3 separate regions of the Sus scrofa genome follow, and all the other regions are linked to region 3. The links are chromatin contacts, called in public Hi-C and HiChIP or PLAC-seq maps. All regions are on one chromosome and are shown on one strand. The core of a region is the stretch at or near the end of the contact, and the rest is flanking DNA. Distances in the headings are between cores, read along the strand shown. Region 1 overlaps TTLL11 (tubulin polyglutamylase TTLL11). Region 2 overlaps TTLL11 (tubulin polyglutamylase TTLL11). Region 3 overlaps DAB2IP (disabled homolog 2-interacting protein).

The links. A called contact is a pair of places that touch in the nucleus more often than the background predicts. HiChIP or PLAC-seq counts read pairs in DNA pulled down with a chosen protein or histone mark.
Region 1: a contact with region 3 is called in an H3K27ac HiChIP or PLAC-seq map of skeletal muscle. The contact joins two enhancer-like sites. A contact is called at or near these places in 2 of 47 Hi-C or Micro-C datasets (embryonic fibroblasts and retroperitoneal adipose tissue) and 1 of 2 datasets of contacts at active chromatin or transcription factors (skeletal muscle).
Region 2: a contact with region 3 is called in a Hi-C map of skeletal muscle, with 5 times the contacts expected there. The contact joins two enhancer-like sites. A contact is called at or near these places in 1 of 5 promoter capture datasets (liver), 16 of 47 Hi-C or Micro-C datasets (alveolar macrophages, brain, embryonic fibroblasts and 8 more) and 1 of 2 datasets of contacts at active chromatin or transcription factors (skeletal muscle).

Annotation. Positions count from the first base shown.
Region 1 is chr1:262,054,893-262,057,592 of Sscrofa11.1, forward strand. All of the region lies in intron 8 of TTLL11 (tubulin polyglutamylase TTLL11), which reads right to left. Among named protein-coding and RNA genes, the nearest start is that of TTLL11, 150 kb to the right of the region's middle. Within about 2 kb of position 1,304, at least 3 of the 83 cell types and tissues checked have an H3K27ac peak or open chromatin away from gene starts, as enhancers often do. A contact at or near this core is called in skeletal muscle, where this site is marked.
Region 2 is chr1:262,110,035-262,112,964 of Sscrofa11.1, forward strand. All of the region lies in intron 4 of TTLL11 (tubulin polyglutamylase TTLL11), which reads right to left. Among named protein-coding and RNA genes, the nearest start is that of TTLL11, 93 kb to the right of the region's middle. Within about 2 kb of position 1,622, at least 16 of the 83 cell types and tissues checked have an H3K27ac peak or open chromatin away from gene starts, as enhancers often do. A contact at or near this core is called in skeletal muscle, where this site is marked.
Region 3 is chr1:261,766,763-261,769,704 of Sscrofa11.1, forward strand. All of the region lies in intron 2 of DAB2IP (disabled homolog 2-interacting protein), which reads left to right. Among named protein-coding and RNA genes, the nearest start is that of DAB2IP, 36 kb to the left of the region's middle. Within about 2 kb of position 1,644, at least 4 of the 83 cell types and tissues checked have an H3K27ac peak or open chromatin away from gene starts, as enhancers often do. A contact at or near this core is called in skeletal muscle, where this site is marked.

The DNA.
Region 1 (2,700 bases), core at 54-2,553, 290 kb after region 3:
TTAGTGGATAAAGAAGATGTGGTACACATACGCAATGGAATACTACTCAGCCAGAAAAGAATGAAATAATGTCATTTGCAGCTACATGGATGGACATTGAGATTATTATACTAAGTAAGTCATACAGAGAAAAACAAATACTATATGCTATCACTTACATGTGGAATCTAAAATATGGCACAAACGAACTTATCTACAAAACAGACCTACAGCTGCCAAGGGGAGAGGAGTGGGGGAGGGCCAGAGTGGGAGTTTGGGGTTAGCAGATGCAAACTATTTTATATAGATTGAATAAACCACAAGGTCCTACTGTAAAGCACAGGGAACTATATTCAATAACTTATAATAAGCCATAATGGAAAACAATATTCAAAAGAATGCATGTGTGTATAACTGATTCACTTTGCTGTACACAGAAACTAACGCAACATTGTAAATCAACTATACTTCAATAAAAAATAAAAATCTAACAATCTATCCTCATATTATAAAAATGTGAACAGCTAACAGTGAGAGAGTTAAAAAAACCAAGGCAATGTGATGTTTAGAAATGCCAACTCTGGAGTTCCCGTCGTGGCGCAGTGGTTAACGAATCCGACTAGAACCATGAGTTGCGGTTCGTCCTGCCTTGCTCAGTGGTTAACGATCCGCATTGCCGTGAGCTGTGGTGTAGGTCGCAGACGCGGCTCGGATCCCACGTGCTGTGGCCTGGCGTAGGCTGGGCTACAGCTCCGATTCAACCCTAGCCTGGAACTCCATATGCGCGGAGCGGCCAAGAAATAGCAACAAAACAACAAAGACAAAAAAAAAGACAAAAAAAAAAAAAAAAAGAAATGCAACTCTAAAGTGACTGTATGCAATTACCACCTTCCTGGATGGAGGAAGAAACGATGAAAAAATTACCTAGGAAGGCTGGTTATGCCGTGAGTAATCACTGAAGGACTAAACGTCTGCCCTTGGGGTAGCTTGAGAATTTGGAACTTCACTGCTGTAGTAGGGAAATATTGAATTTGTTCCTTTAAGTGAACCCAAATGGAATGACAATGGTCCAGGGGAATTATTAATGGTATTTAATCTACATCTGCACTGCATTTTTAAGCTAAGTGTAAAGATTATTTTCATATTATTTTCATACTTCATATTTTCATATTATTTTCCAGATGCTATTTGACTACACCACACATTCCAAATGTCATAAAACATGGTCAGTGAAACAAACGCAGATGGATATTTACATCACAGAGAAGAAGTTGTGGCCAAGAACATAGCTGAGGGCCCAGCCTAGGGCTGAACTTGACCCATTCTGGCCCTGTGACCTTGGCCGGTGACTCAGCTCTCCGGAGACCAGATATCTTCTTCTGGGAAAACAGTGCCTACAAAGATCCTGTGAGAATTCAACAAAACAATAATATTTGCAGAGCACCCAGCCCTACCCCCTGGCGCCATAAATAGTAATAGTAACACATAATAGTAACGACGACAACAATCTGACAACAATCTCAGAAAGATGCGGCAGCAGCAGAGAGCCAGATATGCTTGTGTGCCGGGTGAAAAAAAGAATTACCATCAGGGTTTTCTTATTGAAAAACTAGTAATTTTAGCAGCCCAATCTGGAGGCCTGTGGTTTAACAAGCAACTAATTAGAAGCCGCTGCTCCCTAAGCGCTGAGGGACACCTGCTTTTACAAGTGCACGCACAGAGGGGAGTCAGGCCCAAGGACGGTCGTTGGCCACGCTCGCTCTGGAAAATGCTGCTGAAAACAAGCCCCAGTGATCTCTCTTAATAAAATCTTCTCTGAAAAACACTCGGGTTAATAATAGGAACAAAGGAGGTCTTCTAGGGTCCCAACGGTTAATTCCACCCTGCATCAGACCATTCCTGCCAGTTTGGGCTGTGAAAATAATGAAAGCAATAATTTTTTTTGTCTTTTGTCTTTTTAGGGCCGCACCTGCGCATATGGAGGTTCCCAGGCTAGGGGTCGAATCGGAGCTGTAGCTTTCAGTCTACTCCAGAGCCACAGCAACACAGAATCTGAGCTGCATCTGCAACCTACGCCACAGCTCATGGCAACGCCGGATCCTTAACCCACTGAGCGAGGCCAGGGATTGACCCTGCAACCTCATGATTCCCAGTCAGATTCACTTCCGCGAGCCACGGGAACTCCCTGAAAGCGATAATTAAAGGTAAATATGTAAACGGGGGAAAGGCAGGGATACTAGGTGGGGAGGTGGGGTGGGAGGGGGACTGATCAGAAGGATGAGTGATTTGAGCTGATCTGTTCAGTGGACCAACCACAAATGGCTCTATCACAGCCCCTGCTACCCCTCCCCTGATGTGTCCACAGGGCAACCCAAAACCTCCTTGGCTTGGCATTCAAGGCCCTTGATAATCCGACCACTGTCAACCATTCTCTTTCTTCCCCTCTGCTTCCTGTACACCTCACCCTCTCCATCCCTATCAAACTACTTACACTTTTCCCAAACTCACCCCAAATTTAATGTTTCCATTTAGAATAATATTGGAGAGAAAAGGTATTTAAAAAGTCAACATCTAAGTCCTTTAAAGAAAGTAGTCCAGTAAGTCAGAAAGAGAAAGACAAATAACCATATGATATCACTAATATGTGGAATCTAAAATATGGCACAAATGATCCTACTTACAAAACAGAATCATCACAGACATGGAGAGCAGACTTGAGTG
Region 2 (2,930 bases), core at 372-2,871, 340 kb after region 3:
GTCACAGGTTCAGATCACTGCTGTGGTTCAGGTTCAATCCTGAGCCTGCCCAGGGTACAGCCAAAAAAAAAAAAAAAAAAAAAATGGTGCTGGGCATGTACTGAGTGTTAGATATATTATCTTTTATTATCTTTTTTTGAGCAGTAGGGACTACTGTCAGATTTTCAGTTTATTAGCTATCATTTCTTAAATTCCCTACTTATAAGCTTTTTTAAAAATTGAGATATAATTCACATATAACGTTTGTACTAGCTGTAGATGTAGGACATAATGATTTGGTATTTGTACATATTGCAAAACGATCACCACAATAACTCTGGCTAACATCTGCCACCTTACATAGTTACGATTTTTTGTTCCCTTGAGATGAGAACTTTTTAAGACCTGCTCTCTCAGCAGCTTCTAAATATCCAATACCATAATACTAACGACAATCACCATGCTGTACATTATAACCCCAAGACTTAATTGTTTTATAATTGGAAGTTTGCACGTTTTGACCAACTTCACTTATCTTGCCCTAATTTTTTTTTGTTTTATTCTTAGTATCTTTTGCATACCTGCATGATATTGTTTTTAATACTATTACAAACAAAAGATTGGAGGTTCAGAGAAGTCAGGTGACCTGTGAGTCAAACAGTTAGGAAGTGATGAGTCAGAACATGAGGAAGGCAAAAATAGTAAACAGCAAGAGTGAGCGAGGCAGGAAAGTCTGAGATGACTTGGGGATCAAGGCCATGAACTTGGGCACTTGCTGCCCTAACTACCACTGGTACGGCCTGTCACCAGGTACCCCGGCTCAAGGTGGCCAGTGTGCTGCTGCTGCTGCTGGGTGAGAGTTCCAGTAGAGATCTGGATGGAAACCAACAAGCCAAGAAGCCAATCCCCTCTGAGAACCTGGCTGGGCAGCCAAGTGTCTGTGCAGGAAGGGCTGGTCATTTACATCAGCGAAGTGACAACAGGATCTCCTGCAAGCCCCAGGATTTCAACTGCTGGTTTACATTTCAAGGAGAAGCATGAAGGTGTTGACATGCAAGGAATTACCTCTACGTGCCTTTGATCGCCATGGGGCTCTGTGGGCATTCTAAATGAGTGTGAAGGTTGGAAGCCAGGCTGGGCTGAGTTTTACAAAGGAACTCCCACTGTGCCGCTGAAGGCCCGCTCTGTAAGCCACTTTTCTTTAAATAAACACTGTCTGTTTGCCTCCCAGCTATCTTTCAATGGTAGCAGGTGGCCACTGGACAACAGGACCTTTGGCTAAGCTCTCAGATGGGCTCACCAGCAATATTGGCCCAGTGCCCCCTTCTGACCTCAGTGGTCTCCTGTAAGGACACTTCCCTGCCTCCTTACAAGTCACAGAGGGGCGGCAGAGGCCCTTTAAGGGGGTTTGATCCCCTTTAATGCTCTGAACCAAGCATGGGCTCCAGCTCTCCCCAGTTCCCCAGAGTCCAGAAGAAACCAGACTCTAAAAGACTTTATTAATGACTCAGAGCAGAAGGGAAATAAACACGGAGAAGAACGACAAGATCATTCTGTTTACAGACACGCTCATCCCAGCATGACAGGGCTCTTCAGTGTGACTGTGGATGGCAGAAGACAGTGTTTTCCCATGACCTGGGAGCACAGCCAGATTCCTCGGAGGCTCAGCCAAGAGATCGCCTGACACTGACATGAGAAGGACCACCCTGTCTAGGGGATGCCTCACCTGACCCATCATGTCAGGACAGCGATGCTACAACCTCCACAGGACAGCATTTCAGGATCTCAGGATACAATCCCATAAACCAAACAGCCTAGCGAGACATGTGTAAGAAATAGTAGGGTATGTGTTACACTACAGCACCGATGCTGTCATCCATCAACTGAGGATTAGAATAAACCTCTCGGGTCCAGGATTTCCCACACTTGCATGGCCAGGGAATGCTTTAAAATTATAATGTACTTGGAAGACACCAGCAGAAATCACAAGTATAATAACGTGGACCAACTAAAAATTTCAATGTATAAGATATGGTGATGGGAGTTCCTGGCGTGGCACAGGAGAAACGAATCCAATTAGGAACCATGAGGTGGTGGGTTCGATCCCTGGCCTTGCTCAGTGGGTTAAGGATCTGGCATTGCCATGAGCTTGTGGTCACAGATGTGGCTCAGATCTGGTGTTGCTATGGCTGTGGTGTAGGCTGGCAGTTGTAGCTCCAATTCAACCCCTAGCCTGGGAACCTACATATGCCACAGGTGCAGTCCTAAAAAGCCAAAAAAAAAAAAAAAAAAAGAGAGAGAGAGACGGTGATGTGGTGACATTAGTCAAGGGTGACCTGAGTCGATATGTATGATGACATTAAGCACACAAAAGTTCATCGGAGAGACCACTTCCTTTCTACCTTCAACTTAATCCAAACAGGCAGGATTCTTTGTTAGGGTGTTGCTGGGATACTTTGGAAAGCATCCCGTGGTTATCTAACAGCGGTTAAGAGCAGCAGAGATAAGCCTGAGTGACTTTGATAAATCATTGTATTCTGAGCTGTAAGCCCTTTCTAAATATCTACAAGTTGCTTCAACTATGTCACCCAGTGGGAAGGAAAAGAACAAGAGGAAGAAACGACCATCTCTTGACATCAGTGTCGGGAGAGTGAGGAGTCAGAACAGCGTTCTTATTTAATCCTCTCTCTGTGTTCATCAGCCAGCAGCCCTATGGGGCAGAGTCGTGTCTGAATTTTAGAGAGGAGGGAACAAGGCTCAGAGGGTGCAGAAACAGTGCCAGGCCATACGCATAGCTGAGGACACTCTCAGTGTAAGCGTGGCCGGCTCCAGAACCCAGGTTTTCCCTCTAGACCACTTTGGAAACAGAAAGGAGGCTATTGAGCCTCCGCTCGTTTGTCTATACTTGCGTAGTACTTGCCTTCCGACCACACCAAAAGCTGTGTAAGGAC
Region 3 (2,942 bases), core at 394-2,893:
CACCCCCAACCCACATTTCTGCAGCCATCCCTTCCCCAGGCTCCCGAACACAGATGCTGTGGCTTTACCACCTGACATGGTGACTTTCTCAAGGGCAGCAATGTTTCTGATTTCTCTGAGCCGCAGGCATCAGGGCAAGGCCTCACCTGTGGCGGGCACCTGAGGGCTTGTGGGATGAAGGTGTGTGACAGCCTCCGGGAGGGCATGCCTTCAGCGAGTGAGTGCGGGCAGAGGAGAGGAAGGGCGAGCATCCACCTCCTGGCTCCACAGAGCCCACTGCATCTCTGAGGCCAAGTGGCCACCTGCCTAGAAGGAGGTCAGGACAAGCCCGTGGACCACCACAGTCTTGCCTTGAAATTGACCTTGACTCCACCCCATGGGTTCCCATGATCCTGCAGGGGCAGGACACCCAGGAGAGCCTGGCCTGCCAATGGTAAATCACCCTGGAGGAGAAATAGCCTATAAAATCCTCTCCCCAAATGTGCGTTTTGTATCCTGTAGTGAAAAGGGCTTTTAAAAGCACTGTTCATTCAGGTGGATTTAGGGGCTGCTGCCCGCCTCTGGCCTCTCCCTCCCACTAGTGTTCACTGGTTTCTGGGGCTGGAGCACCCTGGGGTCCTGGTACTTTCTGGTGGCTCTTGGTCTAGGGAGAAACCCTATAGCTTCTCGTCCCTGCCTTGCTGCCCTGGGAGGGCGGGCCAAGCTGGCCTAATAGAAGCTCCCTACAGCCCAGCACAGGGCCTGAAGTCCCCCCATTAGCATCCTTCCTCCAGGCCAGCTGTCTCCAGAGGGTCTCCTTGTTGTCACCTGCAAGCAGGTCACCAGGGAGGAGAAGGATGGTATGCCCAAGCTGGAAAGGGGCTTAAAGATCAGCTAGCCCAATCCGCTCATTGTGCAGATGGGGAAACTGAGTCCCAGAGAGGCTATGTGCTCGCTCGGCGTCTCACAGTGCGGTGATGGAATCATGGAAGGGTTTGGCTCTGGTGCAGACTACCGGGGTTGACCCTAGCTCTGCCACTTCCTGGCTGTGTGGCCTTGTGCAAGTAGCTTAACATCTCTGAGCCTCCAATCTCTCACCTGCACATCGGATTATAAGAATTAAACAAGATAAGTCATGTAAAGCACTACTAAAGTGCTGAAGCTTAGAGCTTAACAAATACATCTGGCTTACCCTTTTTAATGCATTGGAATAGCTCTCATTTTTGTTTTCTTTTTTTATTTTAATTTTAATTTTTTGTGTTGTAGGGCTGCACCCACGGCTTATGGAGGTTCCCAGGCTAGGGGTCAAATCAGAGCAACAGCTGCTGGCCTATGCCAGAGCCACAGCAACGCAGGATCCGAGCCACTTCTGTGACCTACACCACAGCTCACGGCAACACCGGATCCTTAACCCACTGAGTGAGGCAGGGATTGAATCTGAAGCCTCATGGTTCCTAGTTGGGTTCATTTCTGCTGTGCCACGATGGGAACTCCTCATTATTGTTAATGACAGAGCTGGGCCTCGAACTCAGATTTCTGGAATCTGTGCGTGGTGTTCTTGCCCTTCTGCCAGGCAGCTTCTTTTGAGAGCGTTTACTCACACAGAGTGCACGGAGCACAGGACAGGGACGATCTGGTGGGGAATAAGCAGTGAGTCACCCCTGGAAGACTGGCCTGGCACAGAGACAGGGCCTGGAGGGAGGCCGAGGGAGAAAGTCGAGAGCCTGCTGCTGGGGCGTAGCTCCCTATTAAGTCGGTTTGCAGTCAGGCAGCCCTGGGAGCTGGACTCCCTGCTCTTAGGTCAGGGCTGACGGGGGCTTAAAGAGCTGATGAAGGAGTTCCCATCGTGGCTCAGAGGTAACGAACCCAACTAGTATCCATGAGGATATGGGTTTGATTCCTGGCCTCACTCAGTGGGTTAAGGATCCGGTGTTTCCATGAGCTGTGGTGTAGGTCACAGACACGGCTCAGATGCCAGGTTGCTGTGGCTGTGATGTAGGCTGGCGGCTGCAGCTCCAGTTCAATCCCTTCCTAGCCTGGGAACTTCCATGTGCCCTGGATGCTGCCCTAAAAAGAATCCCCCCCCTGCAAAAAAAAAAAAAAAAAAAAAAAGAAAAGAAAAAGAAAAAAGAGCTGATGAAATGTGTGTGGCCATGCAGACCTCTGGGGTGGGCTTATTATGCTCAGGCAAGTGTTGGCCAGCCAGAGGATTTATGGGGCAGTGAGTCACTGCCTGGCTGCCCTGGATTATCACATCCCTGCTTGAGACCTTAGGAATGAGTGTCTGATTTCTGTTCACTGATGCCACTCAGTCCTGGGCATGGGCAGAAATCAGGAGGGTCTCTCTGATGTCCTGATTTCCCCCTCCCACCTTCACACCCCCACCTGCTTCCCAACTGCGGCCCCCTCCTCCCTCCTCTAGACCCTCAGGGTTCCTAAGGGGCCCTCTTGCCCTGGGTGTCCACTGCCTTGGGGAGAGGGTCTTATGGCCTGTGCTATGAGCCTGGACTCGGGTGTGTAACTTGGACATTGGAGGGGCCTGTGAGCACCCCGGGGCCCTCCCAGGCAACCACACTCCTGCTCTCCTACTTCCACACCGTTGCTTGAGGTGTAATTCTGCCTGGAATGCCTGTATATGGCTGCCCTGCCCCAGATAATCTCGCAAGCCCACACGCTGCCTCACCTTCAGTATTTCCATTATGCCCTCAAAAGCTGCCTCCTCTGGTAAGCCCACCGAGATTGAGCCCAAGTGGAATTCCTGAAAATCCTCCCAGAGAACATTCTCTGCCTTTCTCCTGTTTTTTTTTTTTTTTTTTTTTTGTATAATAAATATTTGTTCACTCATTCAGGAAGTATTTATGGAGTACCTGCTAGGTGTCTAACACCAGGGACCCCAGGGACCCCCACACTCCTGTGGGGGAGGGAGGCATGAAACAAATCCTTGCATAACTACGACTGCAGTA